Linked DNA regions of Pan troglodytes: region 1 is linked to region 2. The links are chromatin contacts, called in public HiChIP or PLAC-seq maps. All regions are on one chromosome and are shown on one strand. Each heading gives the region's core, a stretch centred on a gene start, on an enhancer-like site or on the middle of the called end of the contact. The rest is flanking DNA. Distances are from core to core; before and after follow the strand shown. Region 1 holds the start of FTL (ferritin light chain). Region 2 holds the start of BCAT2 (branched chain amino acid transaminase 2).

Region 1 (5,760 bases), core at 1,970-4,469, 150 kb before region 2:
CATCAAAAAGCTTTATTTCCATTTGGTCCAAGGCTTGTTAGGATAGTTAAGAAAGCTGCCTATTGGCTGGAGGGAGAGGCTTAGGCAGAAGCCCTATTACTTTGCAAGGGGCCCTTCAGAAGTCGCTGGGCTCAGAAGGCTTAGTCGTGCTTGAGAGTGAGCCTTTCGAAGAGATACTCGCCCAGCCCAGCCTCCGGGCCACCCAGCCTGTGGAGGTTGGTCAGGTGGTCACCCATCTTCTTGATAAGCTTCACTTCCTCATCTAGGAAGTGAGTCTCCAGGAAGTCACAGAGCTGAGAGAGAAGAGGGAGAAATTAGAAACCCAATCCCTGGAAAAGAGGGAGAGAGAGCAGCCAGTTGCAGATTAAAATGTGACAGGTGTGAAATGAGGCTCTGAAGGAAATTTGCCCAAAGGGAGCAGAGGCTTGAGGGGTATGGTTGGGTAGCCATGGATGCAGCGGGTACGTACATGGGGGTCCGTGTGGGCAGAACCCAGGGCATGAAGATCCAAAAGGGCCTGGTTCAGCTTTTTCTCCAGGGCCATGGCAGCTTTCATGGCGTCTGGGGTTTTACCCCACTCATCTTCAGCTGGCTTCTATACAGAAGGGAGAAATGGCTCAGAATACGCACACTCGGCACATAGAACTAAAACTACATTTCCCAAGAGTCGTTGGGGGTCAGAGGCCCAGGCCACAAAGACATGTGACAGCTTGTATTTATCACTCTCCGCACCCTGTCCTAGCTCTTACAGCTATACGTCCCTAAGACCATGCAGCGGTGTGGACTGCCGCGTCTTGTGGGCACTGCACGAGGTGCGCCTCTATTTCCAGCGGTTAAGAGGGCTCACAAGACCGAACTCAATCTCCCAGAAGCCCACGCGACACCTAAGCCCTCAAATCAAGGCTCCTCGCGCGCACGGCCTGCTGGGAGATGTAGTCCATTACCCACACACTAGTTACCTTGATGTCCTGGAAGAGAGCGCGGCCGCCACGCTGGTTTTGCATCTTCAGGAGACGCTCGTAGCCCTCGCGCTTCTCCTCGGCCAATTCGCGGAAGAAGTGGCTCACGCCTTCCAGAGCCACATCATCGCGGTCGAAATAGAAGCCCTACGGGAAGAGATGGAGGCAACAATGGTTAGCGGGGGGCGAGGCCAAGGGGACTCCGCCCTCTGTTTACCCGACCGCACAAAGAAGGCTGGCGCGTGCAGTGAGGGCCGGAGGTGCGCAGCTGGACGAAATTAGGGCCAGGGGCGTCCTGGGGACTCACCAGAGAGAGGTAGGTGTAGGAGGCCTGCAGGTACAAATTGACCAGGCTGTTGACGGCTGCCTCCACGTCGGTGGAATAATTCTGACGAATCTGGGAGCTCATGGTTGGTTGGCAAGAAGGAGCTAACCACAAAAACGGTGCTGGCAGGTCCCAGAAGCAGGAGATGGCCGAGAAGATGGTCCCGGAGGTTGCAAGTGGAGAGGAAATCGGAGGGCGGTCGGAGGCTGGAAGAGAGTCCCCGGATCTGTTCCGTCCAAACACTGTTGAAGCAAGAGACAGACCCGCGGGACCGCCGAACTGCGAGGGGACGTGGCTAGGGCGGCTTCTTTTATAGTGCGCTGGCCCTCGGAGGCAGGGCGCTCGGGGAGGGCTAGCGGCCAATCTGCGGTGGCAGGAGGCGGGGCCGAAGGCCGTGCCTGACCAATCCGGAGCACATAGGAGTCTCAGCCCCCCGCCCCAAAGCAAGGGGAAGTCACGCGCCTGTAGCGCCAGCGTGTTGTGAAATGGGGGCTTGGGGGGCTTGGGGGGGTTGGGGCCCTGGGGCTGATTCTGGAAATGCAGGGGTTCGTGGGCGGGAGGGTGGGGGCTGGGGTCCCTCTGGGAGGCTAGAGTTTTATGGGAGCACTAACAGCCCTGTGAACTGATGACCCTGGGGTCCTGGGGGTGCCTCCGGAAAGTAAGATTCTGGGGTTTCCGAGGGCATGGATTTTTCTGGAACCTTGAGTGGGGGGAGGGGCACCTCAAAGGTGCAGGGAGGACCTGTAGTTGCCTGAGGTTTGCGCTGCAAGATAAGGAGTCTCCGGATCCTTGGGAAGCTTGGAAGGCTGTGAGGTGTTATTTCTGGACCCCTGGAGATCTCTGGAAGATGGAGTGTTGCGGGGACTGGAGTCCTGGGATTTACAGAGGTGGGGGTTCACGATGCAAACTCTCTATATTTTGGAGCCCTCCCCGGGGAAATCTTTAGGTTCTTGAGGTGCTCTGCAAGTTGGAAAGGGCAGTTATTCTGGAGCCGTGGGTTTCACCCAGTGCGGGAAGCCCAGGGGGAGCATTGTATGAGGTAGGGTGACTTCTGGAACCCTGGACAGCCCTCTGGAACCCTCCAAAGATGGGCTGGGACTTTGGGGATACCTTGGAGCTCTTTCAGGGGCCCAGGCTTTTTCTGGGAGTGGAAATGGGGAGGAATGAAAAGTGTGTTTTGAGCTTTGCGGTGTCTCTGGGATTGCATTTCCTGGAGGCTGTTTTGGAGGCAACTCACAGACTTCGAGAATTCTCCGTGGCCCTGAACAGTGTCTCTGAAGTTGCCCTCGTGTCTTGCCTGACGTGTGCTCTTTCAGGCCCACAAAGAGAAGCCCTGCGTTGTGGACAAACAGTCTGGGGACCTATGGACGAGACGTCTGTCTTCGACTAATGCATATTTTTTAAGTGGGCCTGGTCCACGTTGATTTCTGGGAGACGGAGTCGGCGCAAACCTTGACTCTACTTAAGTGCCCTGATGGAGGCAGCCCGTGCGCTGGGCAGGGAGCTGAAGCCACTGGGGTGTGGGGTGAGGTCAGGCCCTGCCCTACAGAGGAGCTGCTTCGAACAGCCCAGGCGGGGCAGCCCCTGACCGAGGGGATCTGCAGATGCCCCGCCAGGCCGGTATCTGGGGTCCTTGTTGCAGGCAGCGACTGCTGAGTCATGCTGAGCTCAGCGCGGGAAGGGGCCCCCGCGGGGACGGATGGGGGTGGGGCCACTCGCTGACCTCATCCCCTTGGCACTCCCCGACTTTTTTGGTGGGACCCTCAGAACTAGACCTGGCTCAGACCCAAATCGGGCCCCCTACCCCAAGGTCCCCCCTTGTTGGAAGCCGGCTGTGTGCTTTGTCTCCGTGTCTTTTTGGTTCCCATAATTTTTTTTTTTCTGGGATCCTGCCTGTGGCCATATTGTCCCCTCACTCTGGGTGGTGGCTCAGTGTACACTCATTGATCCTCTGCCCCTCTCTCTCCCCTGACTTGGGGTCTCTGGGAAGAGTCCATGGAGGAGGGGCAGCCATCCAAAGCACCCCGTTGACTGTGGGGCCCGAGTTACTCATTTACCAAATGTCATACCTCAGCCCAGAGACCTTTGGTCGGCCGAGAGGGGCCTTGGGGCCCATAGGTGGAGGGAGAGGAGGGGCTGAGAGAGACAGGATCTGAAGACCATAGAGAATGTGGGGTGGGGAGACAGAGGCCCAGAGAAAAAGAGACTCAGACAGAGACCCTGAGAGAGAGGGGGACAGAGACCTGGGCAGGGGGACAGAGACCCAGAGAGAGGGAAAAACAGACCCGGAGACAGAGGGGTACAGAGACCCTGAGAGAGAGGGGAGGGGGACAGACCTAGAGAGAGGGGGACAGAGACCCAGAGGGAGGGGAAAAGAGACCCAGAGGGGGGGGGGGGGGACAGAGGTGGGGGGGGACAGAGGCAGGGAGGTACAGAGACACGGGGGTGGGGGGGATAGAGACTCAGAGGGATCCGGCGGGAGGGGACAGAAATCCAGAGTGGGGGACAGATATCCAGAGAGAGGTGGGGACAGAGATCCAGAGAAGGGGGGACAGAGACCCAGAGAGAGGGGGGACAGGGACTCAGAGAGAAGGGGACAGAGACTAGGGAGGACTGAGACCTGGGGTTGGGGGGACAGGGACCCGGGGGCGGGGGACAGGGACCCGGGGGCGGGGGACAGAGACCGGGGAGAGGGAAAGAGACCCAGAGAGAGGGGAGGTACAGAGACCCAAGAGAGAGTGACAGCCAGAGAGAGGACAGAGACCCAGAGAGAGGGGGACAGAAACTCAGGGTGGGGGGACAGACCCAGAGAGAGATGGGGGGCCAGAGATCCAGAGCGGGGGACAGAGACCCAGAGAGAGGGGGCCAGAGGTCTGGGTGCCAGGGGTGGAAAGAGGCCCAGAGAAAGAGGGCCAAAGGTGGGGTGGGAACAGAGGCTCGGAAAGCAAAGACCCAGAGAGAGAGTGGGGACAGAGACCCAGAGATGGGAGGGGGTAAAGACCCAGAGGGGGGCGCCAGAGACCCTGTGACTGAGAACCCACATCCTCTAGCCCCCTTGTCTTCGCTCCGCCTGTGTCTAAGGTCACTGGGCCTCTGAGCTCAGCACCTTCTTCCGGCAGTTCCTCTCCAGGGGGGCCCCACCCAGCTGTGGGGCCAGACCAGGTTCCTCCTCCTCTGCCCTGCCCTCCAGCCTCTCAGTCCCCAGCCAGGTCCCTTCCTCTCTGTCCTCAGCCCAGCTCAGGAGGCCTCTCCCGTGGGCCCTCGCCCTGGTGTCCTCAGCCTGCCACCCTCCAGCGACCTCACCACCAGGCTCCAGAGCCCTTCCTGCTCCTCTGGTCCTCCCATCCCTCCTCCCCCCACTCCCATTCTCCAGTTCAGTAAAGGTATGGCCTCCTGAGGTCCCACGTGTGACATGCCAGGCTGTGGTCCCCGGGCCCCGGAGGCTTGCTCTGCAGCCGGCCGTGCTGTTCTTCCCCTACCCACACGCCTGCTTGGGCCTCACAGGCCGCTGCCTCTGTCCCGCACAGATCATCCTGGGCTGCGACAGATGTACCACCTATCACCCTCCTTTCCCGTGAGCTCCCTTTTCCTTTCCCGTGAGCTCCCTTCTTTTCCTTTCCCGTGAGCTCCTGCAGGTCAGGCCCAGGACCAACTCATCCCTAACCCACAGACCCCATAGGGCACCCCAGAAAAAGATGTCAAGTGAGTGCAGAGAGCCCCACGTCCCTGAGTGGCCCAAGCAGGTATCTCTAGGCCAGCAGACGGCGGGCCCGGCGTGGGGCAGCGGACAGGGCCGGCTCTCCTGACGTGCCGGGGAGCGGGGCAGAGGCCCAGTGACTCAGATGCCGAAGTGTGTCCCGAAGGAGGTTTATTACCCCCTCAAGACCACTCTTCCCCACCCCCCCCAATAATTACAAAAGTAAGAAAAATGCCCATGTCCCCCAATCCCCACCCCTCCCAGAAAAATGCCATAATTTATGGAGGAAAAACACAGTCCAAGGCAGCTGGGGGCCTCAGCCCATCTTCTTCCAGATGGTGAGTGAGGCGGTGAGCACTCCCGCCACAAAGATGGTCACGGTCTGCCACGTGGGCGTCCCAAAGTAGGAGAGGAGGCCGTCCTGGAGACAGGGACATCAGTCGCTTCAGTGACTCGGCCAGGGGCAGCCCCTGGGCAGGCAGAGGCGGGATCAGGGACGGAGGAGGCCAGAAGGCAGGATTGCGGGCAGGGGACTGAGATGAATGGGCATTAAAGAGCTGGACTCAGGCCAGGCATGGTGGCTCACACCTGTAATCCCAGCACTTTGAGAGGCTGAGGCGGGAGGATCGCTTGAGGCCAGGAGTTCGAGACCAACCTGGGCAACATAGCGAGACCCCTTCTCAGTGGGAAAAAAAAAAAAAAAGGAAAGAGCTAGGGTCAGAGGGTCATCAATGAACTTGAGCAATTCCAGAGGCAGTGGAGGCTCCAGGGAGGGCAGA
Region 2 (5,099 bases), core at 2,476-4,975:
AGCCTCCTGGGGGAACTGGGGTGACTGGGAGTGATCCCAAGTGATTCGAGACAGATTGCTTTGATCCCCCCTCTCCCTTCCTCTAGTATCTCCCCAGGAAACATCTGGACCCCACTGTGGGAGGAGCTGGCAGCCTTAACGCCAGACCCTAGGGCCACAATCCGAGAGGGCATGCTGGCCCAGGTAGGAGTGGGGTTCAGATCCAGGTGGTAGAAGGTGGCATGGGGGTGGGGGGCATGGCGATCAAGTGGGGCTCCTCTTGACCTCCTTCCCCCCTCTTTTCTCCCCAGCCACTGGGCCGCATGGGCCAGCCCGCTGAGGTCGGGGCTGCGGCAGTGTTCCTGGCCTCCGAAGCCAACTTCTGCACAGGCATTGAACTGCTCGTGACGGGGGGTGCAGAGCTGGGGTACGGGCGCAAGGCCAGTCGGAGCACCCCCGTGGACACCCCCGATATCCCTTCCTGATTTCTCTCATTTCTACTTGGGGCCCCCTTCCTAGGACTCTCCCACCCCAAACTCCAACCTGTATCAGATGCAGCCCCCAAGCCCTTAGACTCTAAGCCCAGTTAGCAAGGTGCCGGGTCACCCTGCAGGTTCCCATAAAAACGATTTGCAGCCAGAAGGAGGAGGATATCGTTATTATTTATTTCCCATCCTTTAGACGAGTCCTTCTGCCCCACTTAGCCCTTGCACCCCAGACCCACAAGTTGCCTCGACCCTGAAGGACTGCAGCTCCCCCCGCCCCCCAACCCCAGGCCTTGCAGCAAGCAGGTGCCTGATGTTGCTAGCCCTGTCGCTGTCGCCAGGGGCTCCTGGGAAGGGTAGAGCGGTTTGGCTTCACCAGCGCGCTAACTAAAGGCCCGCAGGGGAGAGTAAATTAAGCGCTAATTAGGAGGTAATGGAGGGGGAGACGCAGAAGGCCCTCTTACTCTTGGCCCTCAGGGAAAAGGAGTTTTCCTCTCACTGCCTGTAGAATAGGAAGGTGGCTGGCAAGAAAAGTCCAAAGGGAAGAGAAAGTAGGGGGTTGAGACATCTGGATCAGAGGGAGGAGGGGCTGAAACTCCTGGGTTTTGGTCCGCAGGGCACTGGGGGACGCAGACTCCCCAGCTGGACCCAGGAGGGGCGCAGGGCCCGGGTGCGCTGGCGTCCCCCAGGTGAGGGGTGGAGCTGCAGGGCTGCTGCGGATTGGCTGTGGCCGGGGGGGCGTGTGCACCAACCGCTGATTGGCCGCGGCGGGGGCGGGAGCTGTCAGTGGGCCCCGACCCTACAGCCCGGGGCTGGCGGGTGGGGCAGGAGGACTGGGGCGGAGCGCAGAAAAACAGGGCGACGCCCTGTGAGGGAAGGGTCCCGCGGTTTGGCTGTTTGGGCCTGTGGCTGTTAGGGGTGGCAGGATAGTGACCCGGGGACAGGACTTGGGGGCACGGTGGGGGTAGAATTTGGAGACAGAGTGTCCCAGGGTAGGATTGCCGAGACACAATGGCCGAGGGATACGATTTTTTTTTTTTTTTTTTTTTAAATTTGAGACGGAGTCTCACTCTGTCGCCCAGGCTGGAGTGCTGTGGTGCAATGTCGGCTCACTGCAACCTCCGCCTCCCGGGTTCAAGCGATTCTCCTGCCTCAGCCTCCCGAATAGCTGGGATTACAGGCCCCCGGCACCACGCCCAACTAATTTTTGTATTTTTATTTATTTATTTTTATTTATTTTTTTTTTTTTGAGACGGAGTCTCGCCCTGTCACCCAGGCTGGAATGCAGTGGCGCGATCTCGGCTCACCGCAACCTCCGCCTCCAGGGTTCAAATGATTCTCCTGCCTCAGCCTCCCTAGTAGCTGGGATTACAGGCGCACGCCACCACACCCGGCTAATTTTTGTATCTTTAGTAGAGATGGGGTTTCACCATGTTGGTCAGGCGGGTCTTGAACTTCTGACCTTGTGATCCGCCCACCTCGGCCTCCCAAAGTGCTGGAATTACAGGCGTGAGCCACCGTGCCTGGCCTTAATTTTTGTATTTTTAGTAGAGACGGGGTTTCACCATGTTAGCCAGGATGGTCTTGAACTCCTGACCTCAGGTGATCCACCGGCCTTGGCCCCCAAAGTGCTGGGATTACAGGCGTGAGCCACCGCGCCCAGCCGGGGACCTGATTTGAGTGCCACAGTAACCCGCAGGTTTTGGGGGCACAGTAACAGAGGAGCACAATTTAGGGGCCGGTGCCGCAGCTTTGAGTTGCTAGAGGTCAGAGGCATCCTGAAGGGCAGTGATTGGCTAACTCTGGGGTCCTGATGCTGTGGAGACACTCCTGGAGGGATAATCAGGAAGCCCTGCGCTGGGGACTATTCACCGATGAGTGCAGGATTGACAGTTTTCAGGCTTCTCAGATGATAAGGGACTGGAAGGAGCCCTGGTGAACCGTGTGTGTTTTTACCTCTTAAAGAGTCAAGCCAGGCGTGGTGGCTCACGCCTGTAATCCCAGCACTTTGGGAGGCTGAGGTGGGGGGATCACGAGGTCAGGAGTTCCAGACCAGCCATGGCCAACATGGTGAAACCCCAGTCTCTACTAAAAATACAAAAATTAGCCAGGCGTGGTGGCAGGCGCCTGTAATCCCAGCTACTCAGGAGGCTGAGGCAGGAGAACTGCTTGAACCCGGGAGGCGGAGGTTGCAGTGAGCCGAGATCGCGCCACTGCCCTCCAGCCTGGGCTACACATACATCTTTTTCGTTGATAGGAAAAAATACTGGAACAGGGCAGTATCCAGGCTGCAAAGTGAGGCTGCCCTTTATCCCTACCTGCGGCCCTCTTCAGAAGCCCTTCTCCAAAGCACCATTCCCGTTCCTGTGCATTGACGTGGTGTCCGCGTCGCTAAGGGAACGTGATACACGGAATGTCCTGCTCCTTGCCTTTCCCTTTCTTTACCTCGTGCTGCTTATGCTTGCCAGCGATCCGCGACAAAAAATGCATTTTTGCTCCCAAGGAAATGCTTTTTTGAAAACCGTTGCATGCACATTAGTACCTGGCTTGAGTGTGGCTGGAACACAGCCTGGGTGGGGACCGTATTTCTTTTTTCTTTTTTTTCTTTTCTTTTTTTTTTCTTTGAGACGGAGTTCTGCTCTTGTTGCTCAGGCTGGAGTGCAATGGCGCCATCTCGGCTCACCGCAACCTCGGCCTCCCGGGTTCAAGCAATTCTTCTACCTCAGCCTCCCGAGTAGCTGGGACTACAGGCGTCTACCACCACTCCCAGCTAATTTTTGTATTTTTAGTAGGGCGGGGTTTCACCATGTTGGTCAGGGTGGTCTCGAACTCTTGACCTCAGGTGATCCGCCCGCCTCGGCCTCCCAAAATGCTGGGATTACAGGTGTGAGCCACCAAGCCAGGCTTTTTTTTTTTTTTTTGAGACGGAGTCTCACTCTGTCGCCCAGGCTGGAGTGCAGTGGCATCATCTCGGCTCACTGCAACCTCTGCCTCCCCGATTCAAGCAATTCTCCTGCCTCAGCTTTCCGAGTAGCTAAGATTACAGGCGCCCGCCACCACGCCCGGCTAATTTTTTGTATTTTTAGTAGAGACGGGGTTTCATCATGTTGGACCAGGCTGGTCTCTAACTCCTGACCTCAGGTAATCCGCCCGCTTCGGCCTCCCAAAGTGCTAAGATTACAGACCTGAGCCACTTCGCCTGGCAGGGACCGTATTTCAAGTCCTGCCCTCCCACCAGCGCCTGCGCCCCGCAGCAGTGTCTGGCTCCCTGCCGACGCCCTGGAGCTGGGACGGCCTGGGGCGCTGGTCGGCCGCCTTCCCCCAGAAGGAGGCGTGAGCGGGGCGTGGCCGGAACGTCTCTCTTCGGGGCCGCGCCCCGGGCGGGCACAGTTACGCGCCGCACGGATCATGGCCGCAGCCGCTCTGGGGCAGGTGGGTTCGCAGCCCCGCGCCGGGGTCTGTGAAATAACCGGGGGAGGCGCACTTCCGGGAAGACCACTGGCCTGCAGCCGGTCCGACTCGGCGCCGCTCTTCCCGCCCTGGGGTTCCGCTGCAGGGCGCGGAGGAGGATGGCGCCCTTTGGAAAGGAGCACGAGGCTTTAATGGGGTGAGGGGGAGCAGGTAGACGCGGATGAGGTGGGGCAAGTAATTGGTGGGGAGGTTAAAAAAAAAAAAAAAAGGGAAACATGGTGGGGGACCCTGTAATGAGGGAGGCGTGGGGGTGGGGAGGTTGTGATTTGGGGAGCGGAGCCCTGGGGTGCGGTGGGGCATCAGCCTGTGCGGGAGCTGGAATAAAGGGGCCCAGACCTCCAGGGCCGGGTGCAGGTGAGGGCAGAGTTGGACCTCAAGTGTCAGCTCTGGGAATTGGACTCAAGGTCCTATTTCTTGGAATGAAAGTTGAAAAAAATAGAGATGGGGATTGCTGTGCTTCCCAAACTCCTATCTGAAGCTTTGCACCTGGATTGGAAATCGAGGCAGCGTCTCATGGTCAAAGTGACAGATGCTGCAGGCTGGCTGAGACGATCCCTTCTGACTGTGCGATGTCAAACAGCAGCAGCGTTTCCCAGAGTCTATGATTTCAGAGAACAAGGTTTCTCAGCGAGGAAGGAAACAGCCAAAGAAAGGGGTCATTACAAGCCTTCACAGCTGCGGTGTAACCTTGGGAGAACTGTCTGTTAACTTTACACCTGACTTTATTTGAGTCTCTTATCCTAGCTGATGAATGTCAGGGCAGAATTTCACTTTTTTCGGCTCTTAGTGACTGATAGGGATAGTCCTGGGATACCTGGGGTATGTGGGCAATCTGGGCTTTAGTGGTGACATTCCTGGACTGTGGTGGGGCAGTACTGGGCTTTGACAGGTCCACTTGGGACTGATGTGGACCGTCTCATCATGGCACAGTTCTGGTGTCATAGAATGGCCCTGAACTCATGATGGGACATTCCTAGGCTCTGATGAAGATAGAGATATCCTGTAATGGAGATAATTGGGCTGAGTCCTCAGCTGTGATGGGGACAGTCCCGGGGTGTGGAGGGGACAGTGCTGGACCATGGTAGGGACAGTCTGGAAGGTACTGGCCTAGACAGCAACATAGGGATAGTCCTGGGGATTGAAAAAGACAACAATGGGATTTTT

What was found. HiChIP or PLAC-seq counts read pairs in DNA pulled down with a chosen protein or histone mark.
Region 1: an H3K4me3 HiChIP or PLAC-seq map of stem cell-derived excitatory neurons shows a contact between it and region 2, with 2.7 times the contacts expected there. The contact joins the promoter of FTL here to the promoter of BCAT2 in region 2. A contact is called at or near these places in 4 of 7 Hi-C or Micro-C datasets (blood, induced pluripotent stem cells, a lymphoblastoid cell line and 1 more), 1 of 1 datasets of contacts at active chromatin or transcription factors (stem cell-derived excitatory neurons) and 1 of 1 other capture datasets (stem cell-derived neural stem cells).

What each region holds. Positions count from the first base shown.
Region 1 is chr20:51,901,962-51,907,721 of NHGRI_mPanTro3-v2.0_pri, reverse strand. It overlaps FTL (ferritin light chain), which reads right to left and starts at 3,219. Exons shown (of 4, transcript XM_063802058.1): 1 at 1,267-3,219; 2 at 960-1,106; 3 at 470-595; 4 at 1-293. The coding sequence starts at 1,368. The coding sequence ends at 141. BAX (BCL2 associated X, apoptosis regulator) reads right to left here. Exons shown (of 6, transcript XM_063802057.1): 6 at 5,136-5,402. The coding sequence ends at 5,298.
Region 2 is chr20:51,748,196-51,753,294 of NHGRI_mPanTro3-v2.0_pri, reverse strand. BCAT2 (branched chain amino acid transaminase 2) reads left to right here and starts at 3,725. Exons shown (of 11, transcript XM_001171838.8): 1 at 3,725-3,896. The coding sequence starts at 3,873. HSD17B14 (hydroxysteroid 17-beta dehydrogenase 14) reads left to right here. Exons shown (of 7, transcript XM_024351533.3): 6 at 87-183; 7 at 291-621. The coding sequence ends at 464.